Linked DNA regions of Mus musculus: region 1 is linked to region 2. Evidence: chromatin contacts called from public promoter capture Hi-C data. All regions are on one chromosome and are shown on one strand. The core of a region is the stretch at or near the end of the contact, and the rest is flanking DNA. Distances in the headings are between cores, read along the strand shown.

Evidence for each region. Capture Hi-C pulls out chosen DNA fragments and counts their contacts.
Region 1: a contact with region 2 is called in a promoter capture Hi-C map of adipose tissue, with 2.6 times the contacts expected there. The contact joins the promoter of Mgat4a here to the promoter of Arid5a in region 2.

The regions. Positions count from the first base shown.
Region 1 is chr1:37,537,219-37,543,606 of GRCm38.p6, forward strand. It overlaps Mgat4a (mannoside acetylglucosaminyltransferase 4, isoenzyme A), which reads right to left and starts at 3,798. Exons shown (of 16, transcript NM_173870.3): 1 at 3,747-3,798.
Region 2 is chr1:36,304,443-36,310,791 of GRCm38.p6, forward strand. Arid5a (AT rich interactive domain 5A (MRF1-like)) reads left to right here and starts at 3,291. Exons shown (of 7, transcript NM_001172205.1): 1 at 3,291-3,394. The coding sequence starts at 3,391.

The DNA of each region.
Region 1 (6,388 bases), core at 2,548-5,047, 1.2 Mb after region 2:
TGTATCAAAGAGAAAAATAAGCCAACAGATGAGCCAGCCCCTGCGTGGTCCACGCTAGACATAACTGGTCTCACCCCCTAGGGGCTTGTCAGGCAAGCGTTGATTTCTAGTGGCACCAAGGGGTAGCACCACTTCCTGTGATGCTACAGTAAATGAGCCTCTAGTGGGGTGAGTTACTGTACCTCCAAAAACAATTATCAGGCCCAAGAGACACATCTCTCAGTGGAAGGGCACGCCTGATTAAAGCAGCCATTTGCAGGCAATTCACAAACTACAACCTCAGCTATTTCTAGCACTGTGAATCACTGGGAATCTCCACTAGCCAAGGAAGACCACACAGGGACAAATGACAGTGTGATGGTGAGGATGGTTACTATACTTCACTGGCTTTTTTCCTTTATTCTGGGCAGTAACAAGACTTAAACCTTCACTAAGTCCTTACAGGGCAAGCGTTACAACCCCTATTTTATACACAAGGAGGTAAACCCAATGAGAAACCTCAGTTTCAGTAACTTCTAGGTTTAAGTTCTGTTTCTGTTTGTCTGCTTTTTGAGACATGGTTTCCCTGTGTTGCTCTGGCTGGCCTAGAACTGTCTACCGTCTACCCTCGAACTCACAGAGATCTGTCTGCCTCTGCCACTGCCTCTGCCTCTGCCTCCCAAAGTGCTCAGATTAAAGGTGTGTGTCACCATGGCCTGGCAGAATTCTTATCTGCTGCCTTTTGTCCCTCAGATTGACCGCTTACACCACAGCAGGACGGAGTTGCTGCAGGAGACAGTCGCAGCTCAGATGAGACTAGAGAGCCTTTCTGAGTGTTAACTTGGCTCGACAGAAAACATAAATTTTCCAAATGTATTACATTTTAAAAAATGTTTTCTGTTCTGCAGTAGGCACAAGCCTGTTATGGTATAAAAACTACAGAATGAACAGAAAATTTCACAGTCCAAATGTGCAACTCTGAACAAATTTCCCACTTCCTGCAGCCTTTGGCTAATCCCTCCCTCCTGAGTCCCCAACAAAGCCTGCCTGTTAGTTTCTCTGGCCAGGAGCTCTCATTTCCATGTAAAATTCTAGAAGCACTACATTCCACTGCACGGCCTGTGACTACCTGAGCACCTGGTATTCCAAAGAGGTTCTCCAAGTTGCTAAGACCTAATTTATTCACCTCCCATGGCTAACTTTATCCCAACTATGCCCATGCTGACCACCTACAACCAAAGGTCCTCACTGGGAAAACAAAATCCAATGATTTTAAATTCCACCAAGTACCTAATCTATTAGCTCAATAAAACACTCAATGATGACTTCTGACTCTAAGAACAGGGGCACTACCTCAGTAAACTGTGACTTGGAATTTTAAGCCTGGTATGACATTATACAAACACACTTTTCACTTTCTGTCTATATATAGTCATATTTTGCTTCAGGGAGGATTTTGTTGGGGAAGGGCAGGTAGAGCTGATTATTAGAATAAATATCTAGCTGACATAAATCAGGAAGTAGAGATATGCAGAATCATTCTAAAATGATAATTTAAAAGGTTTTATTAATGGGGCTGGAGAGATTGCTCAGCAGTTAAGAGCACTGTCTGCTCTTCCAGAAGGCCTGAGTTCAATTCCCAGCAACCACATGGCGGCTCACAACCATCTGTAATGAGATCTGATGCCCTCTTCTGGCCTGTAGGGATACATGCAAGCAGAGTGCTATATACATAATAAATATATAAATCTTTAAAAAAAAAAGTTTTTATTAAGCTAAGTGGTGGTGGCCCATGCCATTAATGCAAGCACTTGGGAGGCAAAGACAGACAGATATCTATGAGTTCGAGGCCAGTCTGGTCTACAGAGCAAGTTCCAGGACAGCCAAGGCTACACAGAGAAATCCTGTTTCAAGAAACAACAACAAAGAGAGAGAGAGAGAGAGAGAGAGAGAGAGAGAGAGAGAGAGAGAGAGAAGTTGTTTTATTACATACAAATGAAGCCTATATAAAAGTATAAATGCTATAGATTAGCCATCCATAATACCCCAGAAGCATATGGAGTATTAAATACTGGGCCTAAGAAGTTAGCAAACCCCATTTTAGGGAAGATACGGTTAGGGAATTCTACTAATAAGTTCTGACATCTCAAAAGGAGGAGGAGTGTTACACTCCACCGGAATGCAGCTATTCATTTTACACCAGGGTTTTCCAAACTAAGCTTCATCGTGAAGCACACGTGAATGAAATCTCCAGAGAGGAGGAAACAGAACACACCTCGTACCCTTAAACCACCCCAGGCAGCTTGAGGCTGGCTCGTTAGACACAGGTGACCTACATTTGTGTCCGAGGCCACATATGTGAATACTTATCTACCGCCCTTACCTTAAGACTGTCCTGGCTATATTAATTGATAACAACCAAGTCTTTGAACAAAAAAATGACTACGTAACTAGCCATTCCTCCATCCTCCAAAAGAGGCTTCAACTCTAAACCGCAGAATGAGGAATATGTTTTGTTAATAGATTTAACAATCTTGCATCTGGGTTTGTTTTTTTTTTTTAATTAAGTTTTTAAAGTGTTCTCTGAAATATCCCATATGTTCCACGGCTAAGAACACTTTGGTTAACATTTGGTAGAGTCCTTCATCAGCATCCCACAGACAAAACAGAGGTGCCTGAAAGAACAAGAGGCACGATTCATGACACCCCGGATCAATGAACACCATGACGTAAGCCTGCACAACTTTATAAACCGCAATTATGAAAAACTCATGCCCTTTCCACTTAGAGAACATAAATATTTCTTTTATACAGCTTACATAATTTCATTGTCTAGTATGTGTTATGATTTACACTCAGGGGTTAATGGAACCTATGTCACCATAACCTGTTAGTAAAACTATTCTTTAAGCATTTGGAAGAGAAAGGAGCCTGAACCACAGAGCGCGTGTTACATGATTCTAAATTTAGATTTTTACATTCAAGTGAATAACCATGTCATTCTTTTATCTTTTACTAAATAATTTGTCGGCAGCAAAAAGCACAACAGCAAAATAGATGGCAGGCTCGAAGAAGATAACATACCATCTACAGCTATTTCCGAATTCTAAATGTAAGCCGTGAACCCGCTCCTGAGATCACAACGCTTAGAGAAATAAAAGCGGGCGCGGGAAGCGTACCACTGCCACCACTTAACGCCAAGCCTTCCAGACATCACCTGTCACACCTGGAGGGGTCCGAGACCCCACCTGAGGTCGGGGAGGGGATCCCACTCGCCGCTTCCATGGGATGGAGGAAACCCAGGCCTGGGAGGAATCCGGGCTCGCTCCCCCCGTACCTCCCGGAACATCTTAGTTCCCCGCAGGCAAGCGGCCCCCGCCCTACCTGCCCCGCGGCGGCGCCACCTCCAGCCCCCCAGCCCCCCAGCCCTCCAACCCTCCAGCCTTCCAACCCTCCAGTCGCGGGATCCTGCCCGCAACTCTTGGTCTCGGTGCACGCGCACACAGCACTGCACTTTCCCGGTGCTCCGGGACCGCCCGAGGCTCCAGGCCAACCACCGGGAAGGAGCGCAGCACCGAGGGGCTGCGGCTGCGGCGAGGCGCGGAGGGCGGCCGGCCCGCGCCCCGCTCCCGGTTCCGAGGCCCGGTGCGCGCGCGATCGGACGGCGGCCTCGGGACGCCCCGCCTCAGCCACCAGCAGGTGGGTGTTCCGCGGACCCCGCCGTACTCCTCCTGGCCGCCCCCTGCCCGGCGCCCCGCGCTCCTCACCTGCCGCGGGCCAGGGCGCTTCTGCCGCGGCCGCCGGCGTCGCTGCTGGAGCCGCCTCCGCCGCCGCGGGCCGCGCGCCCCGCCCTCGCCAGGGACAGCCCCTGCCCAGCCCCCGCCCCAGTTCCCGCCAGCCATTGGCCGCCACTTCCCTAAGCGCCCCGCCGCCGCTGCCAGTGGCCGGCCAGCCTGTCACTCAACGGCGCAATAGAGCAGCCTATATATTTCTCCCCAGCCCCTTTTTGCATCGGTGTTGCGGCCGGGGCTGGAGCGCAGCCGCCACATCTGGCTTGTACCCTCCGGCCTGAGCGCATGCAACCTCGGGAGGCAACAAAGGCCCCAGTGAGCCCACGGAATACAACCTGGTCACCATGGCCTTTCCTCCTAGCTCTGGGTCCCATCTTCTGGCGGTCCAGGCGCGGTGACAGGTCCTGGCTCTAATCCAACCATAGCTTCCAAGGCCCGCTGTTCCAAGCATTACACTGCCAGCATCAGTGAGGAGCATCGTTATCCTCCAGCTTCCAGGAGGAGGCAGAGACGCAGGGAGGACCATTTGGAGCAACTAGAAGCAACAAATATGACTAGGGTTTAAAGGCACACCACTCAGTGCTAATGTCCCCGATTTTTCTACTATGCAGTGTTAGTCTTCCCTTCTCTCTTGAGCACGTGTCAGATGACCATTTCTTAAAGTTTAAAACTGGTTTCAGATCGAAATGGATGGACATCTATAGAAAACGTGAGTGGCCTGCCCCTGTGCACGTTATCTGTTAGCTATCAAGCCTGGCATATATTAAGATCTTTAATTGCTTCTTACCATAATCCCGGCAAATCTTTAATTGCTTATCATATATGTTAATCCCCATTTCTCACAGATGAGCTTAAAAGGTTAAAGAGTTTACCTGTGGTTACAGAGCTAATAAGATAAGAGATGTGTCTGTCCTCCCTGTTACCATAATCCTCCCAACAACACTGCAAAGACATACAAGAAATCAAAAAACTAGGAAACAGCCTTGTTCCTGGCAAACACCAAGGCAATAAATATCTGGATCAGAAGACGACAGTAATTCAAAAATAGAAAACTCTAGTATACAACATCGGAATGAGGGGTTTTTGTTTTTGGGGGGGACGTTTTTTTTTTGTCTCAAAATTAAGTGTTTAATAATTAGCTATTATATTTATAGGTTTCTCAGCTCTCCTGTGGTGAGATTTCTCTCCGTTGTTCCTAAGCTGTTTTCAAAATCCCAAAAGAGGCTCACAGTCTTCTTCCCCCAGCTCTGCACCAGCCGGGGTATGGGAGAAGCATGATAAACCCAGTGGCAGCTTTGCTTTCTACTTTGGGGGGAAATAGAGCTAAATTCCCTGTATAACTGTGCCTAAAACATTGACAGTTAGCAACCCAGCACTAGACTTCAAGATGGACACAAGCACTATAGATGGAACCCCTACCAGACACAGCGTCTGAAACACGGTTGGGGTGAATTGCTAATTCTCCTGTCAGCATAGACACACCAGGCCTTGCTACCTTTCTACTGTTCTGAGTGTCAGATCAGTTCACAGCTTCAAGCAGAGGAAGAAAATACTCGACAGGAGAGAAACAGCCCTTGAGCTATGTTAGGGTCAGCTAAAAGACTGAGCAACACAGACAGTCATTTTTCCGATATCCCAATGTTATACAGAGAGAAACTAGAGAATTTCATGGATACAAATAGTTATTTAGGCAACTAACCGCGATTAAACCCAATTCTCCTTAATTCAGAGACTTCTGCTTCTCTGTTTCCATTTTCACCTTTAGCAACCCACCAGCTATCGGATGACTGAATGAATCTTAAAAAGACCTATTTCCGCTTTCTCTATTTTTTCCCCCCTGGTAAAGGAAGGGAATGAGAGTGTTCACAGACATTTTCTAAGCAAAGATCAAGGTCAGATGAGAGGAGAAAAAGGAAAAGATACGATGTGGGTACGGACTGGAGTGGTACCTTCAGGAAGAGTACATATTCAGACTCTGTAAACAGGGAAACATCAGAAGTTAAAAGAAGCAATAGACATCCATGAATTGAAGACCTTTTATAATATCTTCTGTGCATTTATTCAGTGTGGGGTCACAAGCATGCCAAGGCACTCACACAGAGGGCAGGGGGCAACTTGTGGGAGTTTGTGCTGTAGAGAACTAGGGATTAAACTCAGGTGGTCAGGCTCCACAGCAGGAGCCTTTAAAGGCTGAGCCATTAAAAACACAAAGAGGTAGAGGGATGCCTTTTTCATTCTTCATTGCCCTTCATCTGGCAGAAGGACAGTTTTTCTAAGAAACTTTAGTCCCTGCCATGATTAAACTTGTCTCTATTCACATTGTTGAGAAGAAGCTGTGGCATTCAGTTGGTTGAGCTAAGAAACTGTGATGGTTTGAAATATGCCTGCTCAGTGTGAGTTAGAGTCCGTGATTCCTCTCAATCTTGTTGACATTCACAACCTTGAATTTTCCAACTATGTCCAAGGCTATCTGCTTAACTACACTTTAATAGCCACTCATGAATGATGTAAGTTTGATTATTAGTGCATGAGAGGAGACACAGCGGAAAACAACTGCCCATCCTGTGTTTCATTTCTTAGAAAATGATTAACTGGGAGTTTGAGTATAAAAGATTGCT
Region 2 (6,349 bases), core at 2,041-4,540:
AGCATCTTCTCTGATAAGTCACTCATGTCTCTGAGAAACTAAACAACTCTCACAAGGTTGCACATCTGGGCTATGTATGAGTGCAGATGAAAACCCCAAATTCTTCCCTACCCCAAGAGGATTCAACTGTCACCTTTCAGGTGCAGGAAGTTCAGTAACCTGAGTTTCTGTTAGGTGGGGAGAGAGCCAGGGAGCCCCCAGCCCCCAAACCAGCACTAACCCAACACAGGAAGCTGCACCAGATTCATTTGGGAGGTGCAGAGATGGGTTGGAGTACCTGCTTTTAAGCACCCTGGAGACAGTGACCATACTTCTCCTAGGAAATTGTCCCTTGGTGATCTGGGACACAGCCCTATCCCAGAATCGCCCAGCTCATCCCTACCCCGTCCCCAAAGGCCAAAAGCTATTCTTGTCTCTTTCTAAAATACGCATTTGAAACCATGAGCCCATTTTTTCCATTCCCGGGCTCGGGTACGGTCTATTTCAAGCATTTGTTGTTTTCCATGAGTTGCAAATGCCACTGTGAATCTAGCCTTTCCTGGACAGCTAGCACAGGGGGTGGGGAGCAAGGCAGGGCCGGCCAACAGTTAAAAATACTCCCCCACTTCATTCCCCCATTGAAAACAAGGCCCTAGAGGCATTTTGCAACTGCTGAGCCTGGGAACAGAGCAGAAACAGAGCAGGGAAGGGGAGGGGGGGTGATGGGGGGAGGCTGCTTGTCCTGTTTTCTGAGATCGCTGAACAGCTTTGAAGGTCTCAGATGAATCGTGGTACTGACTTTCCTGCGTGACTTCCAGCAACTTACTGAACCTCTCAGGGCCTGCAAGCTTCAGGGTGAGATCCACCCCCAAGGTCTGGTCCAGAGAGAGAGAGAGAGAGAGAGAGACCAGCATGCAGCATTAGAAGGTAGCCTTAGTTAAGTCTCTCCCCAATAATCCTCTGAGAGATACAGAACTTTCTCAGCAGGATTCAGATAATCAAGGGCAAAAACAATCAGAATTATATAAGTTAAAACACACACATTAGCCGGGCAGTGGTGACACACGCCTTTAATCCCAGTACTCGGGAGGCAGAGGCAGGCAGATTTCTGAGTTCGAGGCCAGCCTGGTCTACAGAATGAATTCCAGGACAGCCAGGGCTACACAGAGAAACTCTGTCTCGAAAAACAAAAACAGGGCTGGTGAGATGGCTCAGTGGTTAAGAGCGCCGACTGCTCTTCCGAAGGTCCCGAGTTCAAATCCCAGCAACCACATGGTGGCTCACAACCATCCGTAACGAAATCTGATACCCTCTTCTGGAGTGTCTGAAGAAAACTACAGTGTACTTACATATAATAAATAAATAAATCTTTAAAAAGAAAACAAAAACAAAAAAAAACCCCACACACATTAAACAAAGTTACATGTTTTACCATACCATGAATACATATATTTATGAAAACAAGTAAGGAGCATTCCAAAAGACTATCCAATCTGATAAGGAGAGGGAGGGAACTGGATTTGGAGCGGAGTCAGAGAGGACTGATTTATTCTCAATGCCTTTTCCAGGAAGAATGTATTTATGCATTAATGGTGTTTTGTTTTTCTTCTGGAGGCTGCCAGAGAGACAACCAAACCATGGAAGCACTGATGAATGCTCACGCTATCCTGAGCTGGTGTTCTATGGATGGAGAGTGATGGAGGGCGGTGGCTGTGGGCTGGGGCAGGAGTGTGTAAAGCTTGAGCAACTGAAGTGTTTGTGCTTTTAGGAAGGCAAATGGAGGTATCATTCCTCAGCAGGGTTTATTGGCTGTTGTAAATTACTTTCTGTTGCAAAGAGTTGCCTCAGGAGACAATTAAATTTAGATCTTATTGTTCGCAGGTTGCCCGAGACAGGTGTTGACTTGCTGAGGCTTTGCACAAACAGCACTGCCTGAGAGTGAGCTCTCCTGCCTGGACGGTAGGATCCTCCTTTTCAGAGGTCGGATTAGCTGTGGCTTTGAAAGGTAGTGAGTGCCTCATTGATAGATGTATCCAATCCAGGAGGTAGTGGATGGTCTATACTGCAACACTGAAGGCAGCGTGCAGATCTCCATACCTAACCTGGCACTGTAGCTAACCCAACCAATCGACCCTTACCAAATGAACACAGTGACTAGAAGCCTGTGAAGTTTCCAGGTGGTATCTCTTGGTAGATTGCATCTCTGCTAGAGTCTTGGATCTCTTGGGGTGGACTGGGGTTTGTAATCTTGGATGTGGGAGGCACTGTTACAATCATTGTTCTGCTCGTTATTCTGAGCAGTTAATAAATATCAACCACAATATTGCCTGTTACCAGATCGGCAAGCACTGGTTTATTACAATTATCCACCAAGCTCACTGGTGTCTGCTCCAGGCTGAGCTTGCAGATCTGCCATTCCAGAGCTTATGGATAAAGCCCAGAGGGTCAAAGTCATCAAATGCAGACTGTCCATTTGTTCAGTGTGAAGGGGAACACTAAAATGTTGGGGGCTAACTATGAAGCCTTCCTCTGTGCCCCAATTCTCTAGCCCTACCACCGACCAGTAATATGAGCTAATTAATCACCCAGGCCTGTTTTGCTCTATATAATGAAGATAATGATGGTATGAAATGCACCGAGCTGTATGAGTATTATAGTTAATCAACAGAATTTGATTCCGGGGATACTAACTACATAATAGGAACAGAGTTCGAGTTCAAGCTAATAAGGCTTTCTGCTTTTAAATCTCAAGTTTTAGCGTCATCTTCTATAACCCACACGGGTCCAAATGACTGTTCTCTCTACTAATCTTGTCCACATTCACCCTCAACTCGTTCACTTCCTCTTTGCACGGTCCATCTTGTGGCTTTCACTCAGTCTACATGACATATGTAGACATGGGCATTTTGGGCATTAGGCCTGGACCACAGACTTTCTAGATTGGCCTCTGGTAGGCTAACAGTACTTACTGTGTAAAGTTGGAAAGGATGGAACCGGCCAGGACCACTTCAGGTAAAAGCCAGAAGCACTTTATTTAACCCCACCCAGTCTTTGGCAAGCTACAAAGAGCGGGCAGTTTTTCTAAGACTCTAGTTTTGCCTCTAGGGAAACCAACAGACATGCGACAGCAGTTGATTCTTGAGTTTCTTACATCAGCCCCTAGCTGCAAAGTGGGCGCACACTACAACTCCCAGACGTCCTCGGGTCTAAGGGGGCGGAGTCTGCTCCGCTCTAGAAAATAGGATTCACCAATGGGCGCCCAGAGCGCTGGGGGGGGGCGGGTCCATGGGCGGGTCCGCGGGGGAGGAGGCAGTCGAGCGGCGCCGGTAGTCAGTCGCGCCGAGAGCGCTGGGACAGGACGGCTGTGCGTGTAGAGGGTCTCTGCATAGCGACGCGCGCTCTCGCTGGGCCATGGGTAAGCGGCTGGCGGGCGGCGCCGGGGTCAGAGGGCTGGGGTCCCAGAGCGATCGTGGCTCTCAGGGTAACCCGAATGTCTGCGTGCTCTCTTCTCGTGGAAAGTCGGGGCGGCCAGGGGCTTCCCAGGCGTTTATCTCGAAACTCTCCTCTCCGAGTCTGGACTGAAATTCACTGAGCCGCCCACACTTCCTGCTGCGGTTTCAATCTCGAGCTGCTCTGGGCCCATTTGTTGTGACAGCTGTCAGCAGCAGCTTCTCGGCCGCGGGCCCCTCCCTGCCCCGTGCCAGCCCAGCGCTTCGCTTCTCAGAAACCGAGGCGCCCGGGCCGCGCGCAGCGCTTCCCACTGCGGCCGCGATTCCTGAAAGTGACTGCGCGGGTTTTGAAGAAATTGCTCAATGCGCTTTGAAGAATCAACGGTTCCTCTTTTCTGCCAAGGGACATGCTGATGGTTTGACGGTCACACGCTTCAGATCCCCTGCTCCTTCTCTCTTCTCTTTCCTTTTTCTTTTTGTTTCTTTTTCTTTCCAACCCCCAGCAGGAAAGACGGTTTCTTTTTACCCGCCTGATCTTCTGAGTTTCCCTCTTTTCCCTCGGGTCTCTTCAAAGGGACAGGGTGATGGCCCTGGACTGGGGGTGTTTAGTGGACCGAGGGCAGAAGCTCAGGCTGCCAGAGTGCGACGAACAAGTTTGGCTTTGCTCTTATTGCGAACTAGGGGCACAACCACACCACCGATCTGTGGCCCTTTGCACTCACTACCCAGGCGTTGCTCCCTGGCCGGGGTCACATCCCACACCTAACCCACAGGCACAGTGGGGCCAACCGTAGGCCGGGAAGGCCTCAAATTAATCCCAAATTGTGCTGCTCAGGCTGTATCCCCTAGTTTGCAGAGTCTTTCATTTCAGATGAGTGTAACAGGTGCTCCTTGCCCCGCCCCGCGGGCACTGCTGGGAATTGATGCAAATCTAAGGATCTCAGTGTCTAAAGAGGATGGATGCCTGGGCAGGGGAGGGTGAGGAATGTTAAGCTAGAGGGTCTGTCTCTACAGCAGTTAGTGTCCTAAATGACTGCTTGGCCTAGAACTTGAAGTGACAGAGGCAGAATGGCCTAGAATTATATACCCCACCCCGTCTTCTATTACAGAGAAACTGAGGCATAGAGACAGACTAAGGTCTGACAGTGAGGGAGGACCAGGCTTCAAAAACTCCTTGCTCTTTCTCTTCTTTCCTAGTGGCCTTCCGCTGCCCTCGGTGGGAAGCTGATCTGTAATGATCTAGATTGCCTCTTGGACGAGTGTAGCAGGCACCGTGCTAGGGTGAGGAGAGGAGGAGAAAGGAAAAGTGAGGTCCGGAAGTTCCCTGTGTAGGGGTTTTGGCCTTCTGTTGAGTCAACCTCTGCAGCTTGTTTCAGCATAGGTGGGGTGGGAAAACCGGAAATGATACATAGAGAGAGCAATTTTCATCAAACGTATGGATGAAGGGTGGGGCGGTGAAGACTCAGTCCTCCCAGGAGTAGGATCTCTTGGGCTCTCTCAGGGCAGTTGGAGTCTGGAATCTCATACCTGGTGCCCCTACACCCCTCTCTGCCTTTATGCAGCCCCTAGGACTCTCAGCTTGTCTCTAGCCGCTAACAGAGCTTGGCAGAGGTGCTGAGGGTGGGCTGTGGCTGGTGCTGTGTCCTGGATCCTCAGACTCCTGTCCAGCTGTCCTCAAGGCTGGCTCTTGGTAGGACTGTCCCCCCCCCCCCCCCAAACTGCCTACTGGAGCAAGCCCAAGGAGGAGAATGCCAGGCAGTTGGCTTCTGCCATAGAGTGGACTGACCGCTTCAAAGGCTGTCTTTGTTTCCTCTCCAGCTTGAGCTAAGTGAAACTTAAGCCAACAACCTCAGGCAAGGGGGTGGGGCTGTGTCTACTGGTTGTTATTGAGGTTGCTGTTGCCGTTATTGTTGTAATTGACGCAGTGTTCCCAGCCAGTGAGTTTTCATGAAAGGAAGTGTCACTTCCTTGCCATCACAAGAAGGGTGACTGGGGTAAGCAAACCAAGAAGAGGGAGGGAAAGTGGTAGCCGTGTCTGCGCCTGCTCAGGGGGGTGAGCCTTGAACCCTGTCTGAGCCTCAGTGGTCTCAGATCAGGTACACACTTCCCACATACTTAGGTCAGTCTGTCAGGAGCACCCTAGGGAGAATCGGATACGTGGGGACAGGCAGGTGTCAGTGAGGTGATCTGTAGGGAGAAGCATCATTTCTTGCTTTCTTCTGCTTAGAATACTGGCTATGGAGCCTAGCACACCCATCTCACAGATAAGGGGAGAGAGCTATAGAAACAGTGCTGGAGGTGATAAAAGATGCACCCAGCTTGGCATGGTGGTGTATGCCTATAGTCCCAACACTAGGGAATCTTACATTCAAGGCCAGGCTGGGCTACACAGAGAGACTGTCCCAAGCAAACAACTAACAAAACAAGCAAAGACAGCATCCCTGTGTGGTGCTATATTCCCCACCCACCCCCACTTTGTCCAGCACAATTTCAACTGATCTCAGTTCATTGGCTGGAAGGGCAGGGGGCAGGCTTACAGGGCTGCTTGATATCCCAACAGCCACCCCCCTGCCTCAGTGACTCCTCTGCAGGGTGACCCTCACTACTGTCATCTTCCCCCTTTTACACATAGCCTTTGTCTACCCAGACAGCAGGTTACCATTTCTTCAGAGAATCTCAGCAGTGTCCCACACATTTTCCTTCCTTAAAGGTTATAAGGTGATAGATACCCTCTATTACAAGGTGATGGGGCCCTGGGAGACTCCAAGGCCAGACACATTGATTCACACTGCAGACCTTCTGCCCCTTTCTATTCAAGGCCTGATTGGCTCCATGGTTCACACTGACCTATTCTTTTTTCTTTTTAAAGATTTTATTCATTTTATGTATTTGAGTACACTGTAGCTATCTTCAGACATACC